Regions from separate parts of the Gossypium hirsutum genome. Here region 2 is linked to region 1. The links are chromatin contacts, called in public Hi-C maps. All regions are on one chromosome and are shown on one strand. Each heading gives the region's core, a stretch centred on a gene start, on an enhancer-like site or on the middle of the called end of the contact. The rest is flanking DNA. Distances are from core to core; before and after follow the strand shown. Region 1 holds the start of LOC107951068. Region 2 holds the start of LOC107951075 (trimethyltridecatetraene synthase).

What was found. A called contact is a pair of places that touch in the nucleus more often than the background predicts.
Region 2: a contact with region 1 is called in a Hi-C map of leaf, with 2.6 times the contacts expected there. The contact joins the promoter of LOC107951075 here to the promoter of LOC107951068 in region 1. A contact is called at or near these places in 2 of 34 Hi-C or Micro-C datasets (both in leaf).

The regions. Positions count from the first base shown.
Region 1 is chrA06:20,246,798-20,252,669 of Gossypium_hirsutum_v2.1, forward strand. LOC107951068 reads left to right here and starts at 2,604. Exons shown (of 6, transcript XM_016885966.2): 1 at 2,604-4,031; 2 at 4,137-4,570; 3 at 4,673-4,834; 4 at 5,252-5,327; 5 at 5,507-5,662; 6 at 5,831-5,872. The coding sequence starts at 2,769.
Region 2 is chrA06:20,567,579-20,574,056 of Gossypium_hirsutum_v2.1, forward strand. It overlaps LOC107951075 (trimethyltridecatetraene synthase), which reads right to left and starts at 2,277. Exons shown (of 2, transcript XM_016885980.2): 1 at 1,180-2,277; 2 at 1-512. The coding sequence starts at 2,103.

The DNA of each region.
Region 1 (5,872 bases), core at 1,354-3,853:
TTTTACCTCCAATTGTAACATATACAAATTGCTGGTAGCTTTGAATTATGCCAAGTAATCATCAGATGCCGCCATGTCCACTGCAAAAAATAATTCGCGAATGAGTTAAGATTACCTTACGATCCCACGCCTCAATGTGCTCCTTATGCTGTACCACCTAGTCGTTATTGCCCTTCCTCCGTATGTTCCCATTGTACAACTCTTTAAGTCTCACGGTGACAGCAAAATTCATTGCCTCCACCCGAACTGTCATAACACCCAATCCGATTTGTGCATTTCCATCATCGTGTACACTACCAATGACACCTTGGCATCCCACATCTGCCCATTATCCAACATTTCTGGCAAGATGTAAGATATGACATTAGTGTCGGTGTACAACATCCATTCAAATAGAAAAGTAAAATTGTAAGTATAGTTATGTATGAATTTTTTTTACGAATCATTATGTAATTAATATAGGTTCGAAAGAATAAGTAACTAACCTCGGTTTTCAAATGTTGGTCTAACAACAATATAATATCTTCTAGCTCCTCAGGCAGTCTCATATAACTCGGCTCACGGTTCCACCTATATAAGCGATATGTTAGTCAAAACGTATAATAAAAAAATTTACTGTATAGACTACATATTTGTTAATAAATGATATTTACCTCGTCACCAAAGGGAACATGTATGGGTTGGTTACCTTGGGACGTAGAAATAATAGTAGCCACTAGGCCCACAGTTGCAACAAGAGCAGGCAACCACCGATCGATGTTGCACTCGGTATCGTGGCCCAACACATCTCCCAGTATAATGTGGACACTATGATAGATCCCCAACTTAGTTTTCCGTACTTATTGAAGTCCACGATGTGGTAGCCACCTTACATGAACCAAATTTTGAGATTTGTCAAGCATTAAAATGCCCCAGATTAACTCATGACGTATGCTTGAGTGTACTGTTCTATGACCTCCTTTATTCAGTATTCAAGGAGCTCGTCGAAATTATCATTCAACTAGTTCATCGATATCGGACCACTTTCGAACTTGTCTTGAACCTTCCCCAACAGTGATGTGCAGAAGTCCACTTTACCCGGAACGATCGCTAATTCCGTGATGACTGGCGCATCCATTGGCAGACAGAGTTGTAGTTCCAACGTCTTTGAGTGTGATTGTTCACTCACCGTATGGAAAGTGGAAAATGGAAAGTGGAAAGTGTGTGTTTCGGGCCTCCATCTTTCCACCAATGAGTTGATAAGTGCCAAATCAAGTTTGTAGCCCCCGAACATGCAAGACACATGTAAGAATCCAACTGCTTGCAAGTGGCCAAGAATTTCAGGGATCGCAAGCTTTCCGATGTTATGAATGAAGCCCTTCAAAACACGATTCTCTGCCTATTTACACAATAAAAATAATTTCAAATTAAAAAAAATAAAATTAACCTTATTGAAATTAATGAAATTTAAATTTTCGTCTTACCATTACTACTTGGGTGGTGGAAATATTCTTGTTGTTGAAGTGGATTAGAGAGGCGGTCATTCGTGAAAAATAGATTTTGAACAAATACAATATGAGATAATTAATAAAAATATTATTTTTAAATGAAAATATCGTACACGATCAAAACGAGAGACTTGAGAGGGTTTGAGAGAGTTGAGAGAAGAATGTGAATGAAAAAACTGAAATTTGGAGGGTATTTATAGGGTAAAAAAACTTATTGTTGGATTTTTATTTTTATTTTTTACAGTTGGCGTGGCACTGATAAAAAAGCCATTGCTTTTTGACCTTTTTGAACATTGAGGGAAAACATGCCTGATTAGATGAGTTTTCCAGAAAACGTGTCCAGCTAGACGTGTTTTCTTGATACGTATGCAGAAAGCTCGTCCAGTTGAACTCGCTTTTTTATTTAAATCAATTTATTTCCTTAATTAAATCTAATTATTAAAAAAAGGGACTATTGACGTTATTTAGCCCTATAATCACAACAATATATGATATATGTGATTAGATTAGATATGTCATGATTGGCTTCTAATATATACTAGAATTAAGATAGTATTTCTTTAATGTTGATTTGAATTAAGCTTAATATATAATGCTAAACCTTATATATGGTAAGTTGAGTTGAAGTGTATAGTATTTAATTAGATAGTTATGTTTAAGGTCTAAAATAATAGGTTGTTAGTGCATGCTTAAAAGAAACAAATTAATAAAGTTAAAATTCAGCAAATTATATAGTTTTTTTAAGGAAAGAGATTATTCATTTATTTGATTAGATTAACATATTTTAAATGTTCATGATAAATTTAAACTTACAATTAATTTAATTTAATATTAATACTCTAAAAACTTAATTAAAATATTTTAAAATCCTATATAAATTTAAAATTTAAATCATGTTGAACGTTATCAATATTTTATTATTAAACAAACATAAATTAATAAATAAATATTATAAAAATTCCGATTAATCAATAAAAATACATTCTTTTTTCCTCTCACTATTTTATTTCTTCTTCACATCTCTTTGGGCCAAAAACAAATACATAAAAAAGCCAGCTGGCTGACCATTCAGATTCAGGCCCGTAATATTGAGGACATTTATGTGGCGGGAAAATTAATATAGAAAAGCGTACGCGAGAAGCTTCTCTTTCAGAAAAACCCTAAATTTGTTAAAAAACCAAAAGGCCGCCCTTTTTTCTTAATACGATTCCTCCCTATTATTCTTTTGTTGAGTGTTCATACTGGTTCGTTTTCACTTCCCGCCATTTTCTTTCAGCAGCGATGCCGGTCCTAAGATCCCGCGAAATCCTTCCGGTCCAACCCAAGCCCCTAAAAGCTCGGGCCAATATCGACCCGCCCGCCACTCCCACGCAAGGCCGCGAACAACCCGCCACTCGTTCATCGCCGCCTTCACTCATTCCCTCCCCTAAAACTCTTGGTTCAGTTTCCGGTTCCGCACCCATACTTCGGCGGAGCCTTCGTCTTTCTACGAGAGCTTCGTCCAATGCCGGCCAGGATGGTGTTTTGGAGGCGGAGGAACCTATCGAACGACGAAACGGTGACGTTTCGAGAAAGAGGAAGTTGAGTGCCGATAACGATGTCGGTTTGGAGAGCGGCGAGGATGAAGGGGTATTGAGTTTGCGGTCGGGGAAGAGGGTTACTAAGAAGGGTCCATTTGGCGACGGCAACGGCAGCGAAGGCGATGTAGAGGTTGAAATTGACAGGAAAGGTAAAAGCATGTTAGTGGAAGAGAGTGAAGATACTGAGAAACCGGAAAGAAGCAAGGAGAGAGTGAATGTGAAGGGAAAAAGGAGATATAGTAGAGAAGAGAAAGGGAAGGGGAAATTGCTTGTAGAAAGTGCTTTGGAATCTAAAGATGAGAGTTTAGTTGACGGTTCAGTTTCCGACGTTGAACTTCTAGCACAGGAAGTGAATTTGTCCAATGAAAAGCCAAGTAAGAAGAATAATAGGAGAACAAGTCAGGGGAGAATGGAGCGGTTTCGAGATACGGCTAGGGAAAATGCTTCTCGATTTGCCCATTTCAGCACCCAGGAAGAAGATGATAACATTTTATCAACGGAGGCTGAAAGCGAAATTCCGTCCGAAGAACCTGAAGAAAAGGGTGTTGAAGATTGGCCGGGTCCTTTCTCTACTGCTATGAAGATTATAAGGGATAGAGCAGCGAATTTTAACGTAAGACAGGGGAGTTCTTCCTCGGACAAGGTACAGTACTTACAAATTAAGTGGGTTCCTCAAAAGGGTAAAAGAAAAGACTGGTCAAAGCGGCTGCCTCCATCATTGCTTGATTTGAGCTTGAGGGTTCTTGTCGATAATGCAGATGCGATTGCTTCGCTTGCTCATGTGCCTGATGCTCTGAGACACAAGCTCTGTCATATGCTCTGTGACTCGAGGCGAATGAATAGTAACTTTTTTGATCTCCTTCTTAACGGATCCCCTATCGAAATTCGCCTCAAAGATTGTTCATGGCTAACTGAGGAACAGTTCAATCAATGTTTTGAAAAGTGTGACACTATCAACTTGACGGTACGCTGTATATTCATCTACACGTCGTATTGAGTTATTGCTATTTGTCCATTTCATGATATTCTTTTTGCGACTAGTCTAAAGTTTATTGTTTTTGGAATTCAGATTCTCCAACTTGATTACTGTGGCCACTGCTTAGCGGATTATAATTTACCTTCTACCTTAGCTCGGTCGCCGAACAGCTTGCCTGCACTAACCACTTTGTCATTGACTGGTGCATATCGTCTTTCGGATGCTGGGCTTAGTGCTCTTGTTTCTTCTGCCCCTGCATTACGATCTGTAAATCTCAGCCAGTGTTCATTTCTTACCCACAGCGCTATTGACATTTTAGCTACCTCCTTGGCATCAGTTCTACTGGAACTATTTATCGATGATTGCCAAAGTATTGATGCAATGCTGGTTCTGCCATCATTGAAGAAGCTGGAGCATTTGGAAGTGTTGTCAGTAGCAGGGTTGGAGTCTGTAACTGATAGTTTTATCAAGGAATTTCTTATTGCAAGAGGCGATGGTATCAAGGAACTGATTTTGATGGATTGTTGGTACGCTTACTTATCACTTGTTTTATCTAAAATCTTTTGTAGTTCCCTGGTTTTGAGTTTCTTTTGATCCCTAAATATGTTTGATACTGTAATTTCCTGCAGGAAATTAACTGATTCTTCCTTGAAAATCATTGCGGAAACCTGTTCAAATTTACGAGCACTTGACATTGGTAACATATCCAAACTGACAGACACTTCTTTCGGCTACCTGGCCAGTGGTTGTCGGTCATTGCAGTCATTGAAACTCTGCCGCAATGCATTCAGGTATTTACCGTGTCTTCTGGGAGGGGTTATTTTTACTTACTATGTCATATAATCTTATGCTGTGGTCTCGTCTATTGTGTTTTGCTAGTTGATTCCTTGTAGTTGACATTGTGTGATAGTTGAGTTTGGCACATGGGCGTTTTTTACTATTTATTCCAACGGGGCACAAGGCATTCGTTGTATAAATAAGTATTCCCCCCATGTCTTATTGAGTAATAATGTAAGAGTGGAGTGCCTTTATGTGTGTCTAATCAATGAGGTAGCCATATGGTTGGTTTGGAGCAGTTGTCTTTCTCAAGTCTACCCAATATTTTGAAAGTACGTTGGAGTTTGTTTCATTCTTATATTTCGAATATGATTTCTGTTATATTAGCTGTAGAATTCACTCTTTCTTTTTTTTCCCCTTGCTTGCAATAGTGATGATGCTATAGCTGCATTTCTTGAAATGTCTGGGGAGGTTTTGAAAGAGCTAGCACTGAACAATGTTGGGAAGGTACTTGATTAATGCTTCTCCTCTTTTCTCTCACACATATGCGTAGACATGCACATACAATAACTCCCCGCCTACACACAGGGAAAAAAAAGTAAAGAAAGAAAACCATTTCTTAAGGCTTCTTGCTTGTTTTTGTATGGTATTATTCTAATTTCTTATAAATGGATGAGCCTTTTTAGGTTGGTCTTAATACAGCCTTATCACTTGCGAGGCGTTCAAGAAATCTGGTTAGTCTGGATCTATCTTGGTGCCGAAATCTGACTGATGAAGCTATGGGCTTGATTGTAGATAGCTGTTTATCGCTGAGGGTGCTTAAACTTTTTGGATGCTCTCAGGTACTTTTGCCTGATCAGATTCGCCTTTTAGCAACGAAACCTTTTCTCAATACCATATAATTGTCCCCTTTTGTATGAAATGCAATATCATGCAGCTTGAGTAACCTGCAGACTTAACTATTTGCTTGACATCAGTTGTTTTATGTTGTCTTGGTGCTATGTTTGCAGATTACAGACGTCTTTTTGTATGGCCATTCTAATGCCAAGGTA
Region 2 (6,478 bases), core at 1,027-3,526, 320 kb after region 1:
TCAGGCAATTTCCAATTGAAGCCATGCAACAAGTTCGCTAAGCTTGATTGAATCATCTTTAGTCCAAGGCTGTAGCCAGGACACATCCTCCTCCCTGAACCAAATGGCAACAGCTCAAAATTTTGGCCCTTCACATCGATTTTCCTCCCTATGAACCTCTCAGGGCGAAACTCCTCGGGTTGCTCCCATAGGAGCGGGTCTCTTCCTATGCTCCAGGTATTTACGAAGACTCTAGTTCCTTTGCGAATATGGTATCCAGCCACATTACAATCTTCCAAGGCCAAGTGTGGTGCTAGCAATACAGCAACAGGGTGTTTCCTCATTGTCTCTTTCATGATTGCATCTATGTAAGGAAGTTGTTGGATGTCTCTCTCTTCTACCCATCTCTCCCTCCCAATCACTCTGTCGAGTTCTTCGGTTGCTTGTCTGATGAGTTGTGGTTGCCTGATCAATTCAGAGATTGCCCATTCCACTGTTGTTGCTGACGTATCTGTGCCTCCAGCTATCAGATCCTACCATCAAATAAAAAATTTTAATCATCGATTAGCAAATTTATAGGCATCTCTTTAGCTTGCAATTATGCGGAAGAGTTTTGCGAGTTATTTCGAGTTTTTAGTAATCTAGAACTCCTCCATTCACTTAATCGATCAATTTCGGATGCACTACACTGTGAACAGTTCAATTAGACAACCTTTAGTCATTGTTTTTCTTTTGGAATGGGCATAAAGGTTCGCCTATCAGAATATTTTTCTTCAAGTGGACATTATGATTAGGGGAACATATCATTTAAAAATAACATGATGTTTGAATCATTTATTGTACACTTCTGTTTGGTTTTTAGTTTAATTATTAAACGACGCATGACATCATGTTTTTGTAACAAATTATTTATTTTGTTTTTATATATATTTGGAGAAGAAAATTAGAGTTGTTTCTATCAAACCTAAGTTCTCCTATCTACAACATAAACCTGAGGTGAGATAAGCAAAATAATTAGTTGCTAGTAGCTGAAAGATTTGTTTAGAACAAAATCGATCGACTTTTTGTACTAGTTTTTTGTCGTCTTTCAGTCATTTGCATCATTTTACTTGATTATAGTTTTTTTACTGTGTTATTTTTTATCGTTGGCAATGGAAAAAGAAATGGGAAACATAGAATGAATGAGCAGAATATAGATACCTGTGTAAACCCCCTTACACCATCATAAGTGAGCTTAACTTCACTATCAGGGTCATCAGCTAGCTGTAACAATAAATCCACCATGTCTTGTGTCACAAAATCCTTGGATAATTCTTTATTTTTCTGCTTATGTTCATCAAACACATGGTCGTGAAATGGGTCAAGTTTTTTCTTCAAAGCCTTCATTCGTTTCACGTAGCCCTGCAAATCCAAAAAGTCTAGCCAAGGTATCCAATCCCCAATATTCAACACTCCATTCAACAAGAACAACTCGTCTAGAATCTCTTGAAACTCTTGCAGACTCACTATCGAATTCGATCCAAGCCGATCATCGCTCTTCTCACTGAAGTACTTCTTTCCCAATACGATTCTGCTTATAATACTGAGAGTAACACGTGAGAGCTGCTCTTTAACCCCAATCGGCTTCCCTGATAATCTATACAGGCGGGAGACAAAAGCTTGAATTTCCTCGACTCGGATGTACTCGAAGGACTCGAGTCTTTTCGAGCTGAATAGCTCATTCAGGTAAATTTTGCGGCCTTGGCGCCAGTATGGTCCATACGGTGCCCATGTGATATTGCAGTAGTTATAAGTAGTGTACTTGCCGGCCGCAGTTTGGGGTCTAGAAGCAAAGATATGGTCATGTTTCTTCAGAAACTCCTTAGCCATCACTGCAGATGAGGCAACCACTACAGGATAGGAACCAAATTTGAGCTGCATCAATGGCCCGTAACGTTGGGATAGTTTGTGAAGAGATTGATGCGGGAGGGACCCGATGAGATTAAGGTTGCCAATGATAGGCCAGGGTTTGGGACCTGGTGGAAACCTCAGTTGTTTGCATCGCCAGTCATTGAAAATTTTGGAGAGAAAGGCTAGAGAAGCTAGCCATGCTATGGACAGAACAAGCCAAGACGGAGACTCCATTGATTAGAGGAGAGTTTTACTGCTGCGAATTGGGGAATATTTACTAATTCTCAAAGGTATTTAAAGTTGAGTTCCTGTGAGTTATGTGATAATATAATGTGAATTGTTAATATGTTACACGTTAATCATGTGATGTCTGGTATGACTGTACAATAAAAGAAGATACTAAATTTATTTTCTGTGAGTTGTTAATATGTTATACGTGAAGCCTCCTCAACTTCACTTTTAAAATATTTTTCTTTAAATAAAACATGTCCAACTCTAATAGCAGTCGCACTCAAACAGGATTTGCTTCGACAATTGAGATCTTACCTTTTTAAATCAAGTGAAAATGGACAAGTAAGTTATTTTAAATGTTTTTTTTTATTATCAATGGGTTGTGCATTAAAATAAGATTTTTAATTCAGGTTAAGATTTTAATATTTATGAAAGTAGAATTTTATAAATATAGACTTTTAAGAAATATGATATGTTAAAGTTGTGTGACTCGAATCTTTGTAAAATAAAAAAAATTCGTATAGAATTACACTTCTTTTATTTAACATTGATTAGAATAAGGTTTTTCAACCTTTAAATAGATGTAACCGAAACCCCTCTTTTATCATTCGATTTTCTTTTGCTCTGCTCGTGATTTTTCCCGAAAGAGTTTTCCATATAAAATCTATATTTTTTTTTCTTTTCTTATTGTTTCGTGATCGTTTCTATTATCATTTTCGACGTTAGTCTTAACATGATAAATAACTTATTGATGAATAAAAATACAAAGTATAGTTATTTATACCATAATACATTATTAGCATAGTACTCAATTTTTTCACAATTATCTTCTAAGTTTTTATCTAAGTTCAAGAAGATCTCCTTCATAAATGTTGGGAAGAGAACAAAGAAAGGAAAATAGTTGGTATTAGAAAAAAAATTAAAAGGAAAATATAAATTTTTACCCCCTGAAATTGGTAGTTAGGTTCACTTTGATATCTATGCATATCTATGCTTTTTTGTCTACTTTAGTGCCTGAATTTGATAATTAGATCCATTTTTTACCCATGAACTTGGATTCAATCAAGATTTGATGATGTGATTAGTGTTACTGGAACAAGATCGAATCAGTAGCTTGGACCAATTAGACCGAGAATTGATTGGTACAATGGTCAAAACAAAGTAATTGGACTAGTTAAATTGAAAACAGCTTGAAATTGGTAAACATAAAAATTTAGGACAAAAATTGACAGTTGAACAGGTTGAATAGGACTAGTAATTTTTTTATTTTTTATTTATTTTAAATTTTTATGAATTTTTAATTAATTATTTAATTATTATTGGTCTAGTAGTCAAATCAATTGAATATATTGAATCAAGAATCTGTGGTTGTTGGAATCTAGTGCCCTTAATGTAATTTTTTGTCAAATATATATATGTAATTTTTTTTATCAGATTGGTTTAATAAAAAATCTATATTCACATTAATATTTTTTATATTTGTCCTCAATTGTTTTTGTACGCAAATAAAAATGAATAAACAAATATTGGCTCACTAATTGCTTAACGTTTAACTAACATTAAGTTGTATTATGTGGTTAGATCATAATGTGAGAAAACAATTTATATTAGTAGCTAAATTAAATGGTTCATAGTCAAATGAATTGAAACTAAGCAAATTGATTCAAAAACCATTATGACGTCTATCAAGTCCAATTAGAGAGATATCTTGTTTTGGGTAACAGAGTAGATGACTCACATAAGATAGAAACATAGGTGTGATTATTTGGATTGGCAATACATTAGATATTACCCAAGTTAAATTAATCCTAGGTCCATTTATAGATTTATTCTCTTGTGATGTTCATAGTGTGTCTTACTTTAATTCTAAGTAAGTACTTGACTATGTGTGCATGACTGATATACTTTGATCCAAACGCTGGTACGTTAGGTATACGAATTTTGCATGGAATGACTTCATTGATAATATTGAAATTCATAGTCCAATAAAGGGTGAATTGTATCCTCTCATAGTGGATTACGTGTAATGACCCGATAGTCACAGGTATTCAAAAAGTGTATTTTCGGGTCTCCATTTTCGTAAAATAGACTCGTAAGTTGTGTAGTTAATTAGATTCTGGTTAGGTGAATTAGCTTGAATTAAGAGTAATTAGGTAAAAGGACTAAATTGCATATAGAGTGAAAGTTGAATTATAAATTAAAGAAAAGTAAAGGGACTAAAAAAGCAATTAAGCCTTAATCAATAGAGAATGAAAGAAAGAAAATGAGTAAGAAGGAGAAATTAGGGTTTCAAGGTTCCAAGCTTAATTGGTGAGTCAATTTAGTTTCTTTTCTTATAATTTTTATGTTTTTAGAATCCTAGAACTAAATACTACCCGACCCATGTCAAAATTTTAGAAATTATTGAGTTTTTAAATGTTGTCTCCGTTGAATAATTAGAGTATTAAGGACTAAATTGATAGATTTTTAAGCTAGAAATGAAAAAGGATTGAATTGTAGGATAAATTGTAAATTTTGAGTATTAGAGACTAAATTGTGAAAATTTTGAAATTTAGGGATTTAAATGAAAATAACCTCATGCATCAACCACCCCCTGCGGTACATGATGAGCTGCATGCGCTCGTGCGCAACAATGCCTAGACTCTTTGCCCCTTGCCCTCACATCGTCGAACTATTGGATGTAAATAGTTATTCAAAGTCAAACAGAAAGCTGATGGCACTATGGAACGTTACAAAGCTCGGCTCGTGGCACAGGGTTTCTCACAACATGCAGGGACTAATTTCAGAGATACATTCAGTCCAGTGGTTCAAGCAGTCACTATTAAGACCATTCTGGCGGTTGCTGTAATGAAGGGATGGTCCTTGCACCAAGTTAATGTGAATAACATGTTCTTAAACGGGAAGCTGACTGAAGAGATATTTATAGACCAGCCACCTGGGTTTGGGGTACCCAGCTCCAATGGTCAAAAGCTGGTGTGTAAGTTGAACAAAGTACTGTATGGATTGAGTCAAGCCCCTCGTGCGTGGTTTCACACGCTCAAACATTTTCTGATCGACAAGCTCGGGTTCCATGCCTCGAAGGCCGATCCATCGTTGTTTATTTGCACGTCCTCAGGTTGCCACTTACTATTTATGGCCTATGTAGACGATATAGTAATTACTGGCAGCTTAAGTCAGGACATCGATAGTGTGGTGCTTCAGCTTCATAACAAATTTGCCCTCAAAGACATGGGCCAACTAAACTACTTCCTTGGTATTGAAGTTCAGTCTACACCAAAAAGGCTGTTTCTCAATCAGAAGAAATACACTCAGGAGATACTGCGAAAGACAGAAATGGAAGGTGCAGCTGCTACTCCTACTCTTATGGTCGGCACGCCTAAGCTGATGGCCTCTGACGATAGTTCGGCCCTTGCAGATAGTCATCTCTATCGAAGTACTATTGGCTTGCTTCAGTATGTGTGTATTACGAGGCTTGACTTATCATACTGTGTTAATAAACTTAGTCAGTATATGAATGCATCGAATGAAACTCATTGACGAGCAGTTAAATGCGTTCTAAATTACTTAGTTGGAACTGTGGAGCATGGTGTGTGGTTCTCACAGGGACAGTTCAAGCTGGTGGTCTGTTACTCTGATGCAGGTTGGGTTTCTTCAGTCGAAGACAGACGGTCCACTACAAGTTATATTGTCTACTTAGGATTGAATCCAATAGCTTGGTCCTCCAAGAAGCAAGCAGTAGTTTCCAGGTCATCCTCAGAAGCTGAATACCGCATCTTGGCTAATTTTGTGTCCGAACTACTGTGGATCAATCAACTACTAGAAGAAGTTGGCATATCCATGGAACAGACGCCAGTGATCTGGTGTGATAACACCTCCACAGTCTTTATGTCAGCCAATCTAACACATCATGGAAGAGTTAAGCATGTTGAGATTGACCATCACTTTGTTCGCGAAAAAGTCCTGGATGGCACCCTGCAGGTTAATTTTGTACCATCAGCTAACCAAATTGCTAATGTGCTCACAAAACCCATCACTCCCAAGCAGTTTACAGTCCTTTGCAATGCGCTTCAAGTCACAACAAGAGATACACCTCCTGGTTCTCAAAAGATGAAAGAACTTGGAGAATGTTAGAGTTACAATTAAAGATAGTTAGCTGTTAGGCATTTGTTAAGCTAGCAGTTATTCTATTAAAGAAGTTACAGCACTCTCACTCTGCTATAAATACATGTATTAGTTGTTCATAATTGAGATGAAAAAGTCTTCAATCACAGTTATTGTGTATAATTCAACAATGTGAAGTAAATGAGTGAATGCTCTTTTCTAGGTATGGAAGAAAGCGAAATATTAATATATTTTGGAGAAATTATTATGAAACTTA